Regions from separate parts of the Mus musculus genome. Here region 2 is linked to region 1. A link is a contact called in public Hi-C data. All regions are on one chromosome and are shown on one strand. Each heading gives the region's core, a stretch centred on a gene start, on an enhancer-like site or on the middle of the called end of the contact. The rest is flanking DNA. Distances are from core to core; before and after follow the strand shown. Region 1 holds the start of Hhat (hedgehog acyltransferase). Region 2 has its middle 19 kb from the start of A730013G03Rik.

Region 1 (3,228 bases), core at 236-2,735:
TATGTTTTCAGCAGATGATTATTAGAGCACACATACATGACACTGGGTCATGGCATGGAGAAGCACATATTGAAGCTTACAGCTATGCATTTGTTTAGATTGTGAAAGTTGGTTATATGGGAAACCCAAGACAAGTAAAGCCCATTGTTACATTGTTCTCTGAAAGGCAAGTTAAACAAACAGGCCGACTAGAAAGTAGTCTTGAGTGACCTCAATGTATATTATTAACTTCACCCGAGAAGCCCAGCAAAGCTTCCAGTCTCTTAGAATATAAGATAATTTTGTCAAAATACACTCCCACACTCAAGTCTCTTGTCTACGTGCAACTGGATTCTGATGTTTCCATCAACTGTTTTAAATCCACGTGTACTAAGAAGTACCACTTGGAATATTCCCCGCCGGCACGTTCTTCAGCTCATTGCTTAGTCTTGCTTTGGGCTTTGGTATTGTGGGTGTTCTGCATGTGAGGCAAGGCTCCACCACTGAGCTGTGTCTCCTCTGCCAATGCTTACTTTTACATTTTGAGACAGTTTGTCAAAATCACTCTGTAGCCCTGGTTTTGAACTTCGGATCCTCCTGTCTTGGCTGTATAGCTGGGTCACAAGCCTGGAGTATTTTCTCTTACACAGATGTTTCTGATTTACATTAGCCAAACCTGACTTTATTTTATGTCTTCAAATGAGCACTGTGCACATGTAGAAAAGAGTTAGACTTAAATGGCATTGAACCCACAGTAACAGGCCATTTAGAACCTGACACAGAAGAGGACCACCTCTTCTGACTGTCCCAGAGCAGAGCTAACACTTTGGCACCTTCTGGGCCAAACCCTGGGCTTTATTACAGTGACCAGACTTGTCAGGTACCAAGGCACACTGTTATTACAAATATACAAGACATATATGTTGTATGCATGTTGGGTGCTCTCCTGAAGAGGCCAGAGCAAGGCTTCCACATCTTCCTCTTGCCTCACCTCATTTTTGTGGTGCAGGGTCTGCATTAGCCTCTAATTGGAGGCTTCCTGTTTAGACTAAGGCAGCTGGTCAGGATCTAGGGGTTCGATAGAGTCTCTACCTTCAATGACGGGGCTACAGGCACACCAGCCATGCCTGGCTCTTTACTTCAGTGTGGGGATTAAACTCAGATCCTAACACTTGCATAGCAAACCCTTACTCACTGAGCCACATCTCTCCAACCCCCAGGAACTGTTAGAAAGTATATTACGTCTTCCAAACAACAAAGGCCATATGATACCAAGAAAGTATTAACTTGGCACCCTGTGTTTTTATTTTGGGCAACCTGGCACTCCTGGTCCGGCTGTTTTAGTTGGTGCTGGGGAAGGTGGAAGTGAAGATGATTTTAAAGTCGGTTTTGCAGAGATTTCTCCAGCTCTATTTAGTCTGCCCTTCACTGGTCTAAGTCATCTTCCTGTAGCAGGGCAGGCCGTACACACCCCCGCCCCAGACTCATTCCTTTGGGGACCGGAAGAATCCTGGAGCCTGAGGTTCTGGTGGGACCCTGTGTAATGATTCGGCTCCAGTAAATGTACAGAGCCCTGGCCAATCCTGCGTTCGGGAACCCGGGCACAACATCTCAGGCCAGGCGCTCACCCCCGCGGCCTCTGACCCGCGCTGTGCTCGCGAGTCCCTCCCGGGCCGCGGCTCAGCGCGGCGGGGTGCAGGGACGCCTTCTCTCCCGCTCGCCCAGCTCTGCACACTGCGATCCAGGTGATTTCGCCCGCGCGAGACAGACAGGGGAAAAGCCGTGCATCGGGGGCGCGCGTGGAGAGCAGGAGGGGGCGTGGGTGGTGAGGCCCCGCAGGGTCAGAGGGCGCGCGGGGGCTGGCGGCGGGCGCGCGTGGAGCTGGCGGCCGTGCAGGGGCCTGTGGTTGCAAAGGCTGCCACGACTTAACCTGCGCGGAGACAGGGGGCTGGCTGGGGTGCCGCAGCAGGTCGTGGGAGGCTCGCCGCTGACGTGGGGGAGAAACGCAATAGCGTTTCCGCTTCCCGTGTCCGTGTCCGCGTGCTGGAGGGCGGCGACACAAAGGCACGGAGTCCCGGGAACCGAGAACCCTGCTGCTCCCTGCAGGAAGGGCGCCTACAGGCCCTCCCCACGCCCCCACCCGGCCCAGCTCAGAGATTTCTGTTTTCTTCGTGGTGTGTGTGTGTGTGTGTGTGTGTTGAAATTGGGCCAACAAACCCGTGCAGCAAATGTTTAACCACCGAGCCCCAGTTCTCAGTTTAAAGATCTCTTTCGCTTTCCAGAAACTCTCTGGACTTAGTTTCCCTCATCTGTTCAGTGGCAAGACTGGGAGACACCAGTTTTTATGCAGGCTCTCCTCCCCCAGATTCAACAGCTATTGGCCGCTTTTAGATCAGGGCCTTCTACGTGTGGGGACTGACAGCGTTATGCAGTGTGTCTGCTCCGTTCAGTGTGGTGTTCTATTATGTAGAGCTGAGCATCTGCTCCAGTGCCACAGGACGCGGCTCAGGGAAAGCTTTGAAGGGCTGTGCGCTTTCACTCAGGGTCTAGAAGTCCATTCTTTCTGGCTTCTATTCTTCATGTTCCGACTTCCCTGTGATTTCTCTCCCCGTAGGATGGTTTATGTGCTGGCTAAGGACAGTTCTGATGGATGTGTTGTTTTGACAGCACCCCAGAAAGACAAGCTGTGTTCTCCAAGACCCTTCAAGGCCACCAGCACCAATGAATTGTCTATGCTAGGGGCTGGGGTTTGGAGCCTTCTTTGGGGACAAAGGCTTTACCTGGTTTTTACTTGGCTTTCTCTTGGAGAGTCACCAGCTGAAGGTGAGGTCAAGGCCCTGGTTGGCAGTTGGCAAGATCTCCTGGTGATCCCAGGTCAGTGTGGCCCAAGGGCAGGGGTGCCATACTTTGGGGCCTCAGAGAAATAAAATTCTTGGTTCTTGCAGAACTTGCTACGGGCCTTTTTGGAGGCTTTTAAAAAGGTGTGGAAAGAACTCAGGATGGGGCTGCTTGGAAGCAGGGGGCCAAGAGGTCAAGGCAGCCATTGCTACATGAGACCCTGTCCCAAGAAACAAAACCAAATTTAAAAATAAGTAAAAGTCACAAAAATACAGGGATTATAAATAATACTGAAACAAAGTTATCAAAACGCCATGAAAGCTCAGATTTGTATAATGTTCTATTGCAGGATATTTGATCATAACTCTCATAAGAAAGAGGAGAAAGAGGGCAGGGGGAGAGAGAGGGGGG
Region 2 (3,228 bases), core at 445-2,944, 45 kb before region 1:
GCTCCTACTCCAGCCCTCACAGATCACCTGACCAGCCAAAGGCCACCCCAAACTTAGCTGTGCATGACTCTGACTGGCCTGTAATCTATGTGTCCTGATCAGTCTCCCGCCACAAAGTAACCTTCTTTTGAAAGAGGAGCAGAGGCAATCGCTCCTGTGTCCACAGTGAAAACATCAGGGGTCTAATATATGTCTTGCTGCTGAATATAATGGTTCTGAGCCTCTCGGGTCGTCCATGACTGCCCTGGATCAGGCCTGTGAGCTGATAGTAGCAGCTGGATACACAATAAGGACTTTTTTTTTTTTTTTTTTTTTTAGAATTGCTTGCTCTGCATCTGCAAAATAAACAACAGGGAGACGTCTGTACTGTACTAGAGAAATTTGGAGCTTATTATGGGATGGGGAAAGAGAGACAAAAGTCCTCTCCCCAGAAGCATCCCCAAAGCAGTTGGGCAGAGCATACTGCTGTATGGTGACAGCCGGACAAGTTCACTTAGGATCATGAACAGACAGAATAAGGGCTGGGTGATGCAAGGTGGTCTCCTTTGGTAGTGTTTTCTCCAAGCTATGTGCTTAAAGTTTGTTTAAAATTAAAAACAATTTATTAAGAAGAGAAAGAGGGAAAAAAGAGAGGATAGAAGGAAGATCTGGTATCAATCTCTGGCACATATATGCACATGTCACCATGCACATAAATGCACATAAATGCAGCAGTGTCTTTTGTTACCTCTGTCACTTTGTACAAATCATAAAAACCCTCTGGAACTCAGTTTTTCAATCTTTAAAATGGGAATAATAGCAATCACACACACACACTACCGCTATACGTTGCTTAGAAGATGAAGAAGAAGAAAAAGAAGAGGAAGAGGAAGAGGAAGAGGAAGAAGAAGAAGAAGAAGAAGAAGAAGAAGAAGAAGAAGAAGAAGAAGAAGAAGAAGAAGAAGAAGAAGAAGAAGAAGAAATAAAAGAAGAAGAAGAGGAAGACAATCATGGCTCATGCAGTCAACCTTTTAATTTGGGACTTTATGTATCTATGAGATTGATTACAAATAAATATTTGTTTGTAATCCAAGTTAATATTTTCTGAGCTTTGTACAACTTGTGTGTGTGTGTGTGTGTGTGAGAGAGAGAGAGAGAGAGAGAGAGAGATCGGTGGGTACATGCGGCAGAAATGCACCAGGTCATACTCTCCTAACTGGGGTCCAATCAGGCAGGCCCTGCTCCTCTCAAGTCTCACACTGCTCTCAAATGTTCTTTTCAGCCACTTAGTGCCATATTTTAACATTTTTGAGAGTCAGGTCCACTTCACTGTTTAAAATGGTCCCAAGGTGGCACACTGAAATAGCACCTGCTGCTCCTTTGTGCAGAAAGGCTGTGACAAGCCTTACAGGTGTGACAGGGAGCTGATCAATGTGAGTGACAGAGCCAGAGGGCTATGAAGTAGATGCTGAAGCACACGTGCTAAACAAATCAGAAGCACACACATGTGTGGACTAAGAGTCGTTTGACAAAGGCTCATGAGGAGTGAGCACTGTTTAAGTATGGAATAATTCAGGACTGGCAGAGACTGCAGGAGGAGGACCACTGTTCTCAGCAGCCATGGACTCATGGATCCCCCAGGTAGCACTGGCTGCCGATCTCAGTGGGAAGAGGGCTTGAGGTGTTCCAACCACCTAGAGCCACTCATGCTCTGCCAAGAAGGTCAAAGGGCATCTCACACTGGCTGTGCTTTTGCTCTTAGTTTCTGCCCTGGCAAGTGAGAGGCCAGGGGACCTAAAGGGGCTTTCCCTGTGTTTTCTATCCTTCTCTCTGTCCCAAGGGTAAACCATTGTATCCACTCTACTTTGATCTGGGGGGGTCTCCTGAAGGGATAGATGGTGGGGTCCCTAAGGCAATCCCTTAGGTTGGTGGCTGGTAGGAAAGGCCCTCCCAGTGGGCTCTTCCCAGAGTCCTCCAGGTGGGGTCTGGAAGCAGGGGCAGAGGCTTTCTCTGCACATGGTTCTATTAGTTGCTATTCTTCAGGCTCTCTGGCCTTGAATCCCCGTTCTCTCCACAGGAAGCCTCTGCAGGCCAGAGCTGAGGCTGGGTTTAAGGAGGCAGCCTGTGGTAGACAGGCCTGCACATTTGATCTTTATCAGACCTCTCTCCACCTCAGGCCTCCTGCCAGCTGCCAGAGCCCCTAGCCAGGATCCTCCAGGAATTCAGAATCCAAGGATTGTGTTACTTTCTGATTCTATTAGTAGTGGTGATGGTGGGGGGGGGGGGTTATCTGGTGGGGCATGCAGAGAGCTTGGTGCTCAGCGGGCATCTTTGGACACTGTTCCTGCCTTTCCAGCTTTGGCTCCCTACCACCTCTCCTACTCTCTGCAGGGAAGGGTATAGGTTGTGGATATATAAACCAAAGACCAGCTTTTTTCGAGGAATAACAGTGTAACAACGGAAAGAGCAGCTACTCCTTATGTAAATGCTCGGGACCAGAAATGCTGAGGATCTCAGACCTGGAAATATTTTCAAATACACAATAAGGTATCTTGGGGATAGGAAGGACCTAAGTTTAAAAGAATGGATTCCTGTTTCAAACAGGCCTTTTTGTTGTGGAACTCAGTCCTAAGAGAAAAACAGCTGCTGTGTGTATCAGATAAGCTGTGCCTACCTTCAGGGGTCCGTCAAGATTGGGCTTGTTGATAACTGACATTCCCTCAGAGAAGGAGGGATAGAGAGGGTCACGAACTTTCACCTGACCTTACAGCTGCTCTTTCCAGCCATATGCAATCCTGGCCTAATTGCACAGGAGGGTGCTGGGGTATACAGGCTGGGAGGCTAATTGAAGCTGTCTGTGCATGTTTGGGGGAGCCAGCATGCATGCAGGGTAAAGCCCTTTCCAGAGTGTCTGCCTTGGAGTCACTTCTGTCAGTAATGCCTCTTGCAGGCTCTGCAAACAAACTCCCCCAAACCCATCGGTTCTCCAGGTAAGCTTTGGAGGGTCATACCCTGCTTAGTTATAAGCAAGGACAGACATTGCATCTGACTTCCCAGGGAAGCAATTCGAGGCACACTCATGCACATAGCCTAAAGGTCATTTCATGAAAGCTTCCTGTGCAGTGCATTCGTGTAAGGGTACTGGGAGCTGTCTAGGGGGTTGTTTTGCTTGTTTAATGCAAAGACAAAGAATTGAATGTCTGAGAAAGAAACAAGGCCAAGAAAGAGAAAGTCAAGAGCTTTACTCCT

Evidence for each region. A called contact is a pair of places that touch in the nucleus more often than the background predicts.
Region 2: a contact with region 1 is called in a Hi-C map of liver, with 2.5 times the contacts expected there. The contact joins the enhancer-like site here to the promoter of Hhat in region 1. A contact is called at or near these places in 1 of 15 datasets of contacts at CTCF or cohesin (the NIH/3T3 cell line), 8 of 484 Hi-C or Micro-C datasets (the C2C12 cell line, cerebral cortex, embryonic fibroblasts and 4 more), 3 of 115 datasets of contacts at active chromatin or transcription factors (the SCID.adh cell line, craniofacial prominence and double positive thymocytes) and 2 of 9 other capture datasets (adipose tissue and pancreatic islet).

What each region holds. Positions count from the first base shown.
Region 1 is chr1:192,769,476-192,772,703 of GRCm38.p6, reverse strand. Hhat (hedgehog acyltransferase) reads left to right here and starts at 1,485. Exons shown (of 12, transcript NM_144881.4): 1 at 1,485-1,724.
Region 2 is chr1:192,814,452-192,817,679 of GRCm38.p6, reverse strand. No RefSeq gene overlaps it. Among named protein-coding and RNA genes, the nearest start is that of A730013G03Rik, 19 kb to the left of the region's middle. Within about 2 kb of position 1,694, at least 29 of the 459 cell types and tissues checked have an H3K27ac peak or open chromatin away from gene starts, as enhancers often do. A contact at or near this core is called in liver, where this site is marked.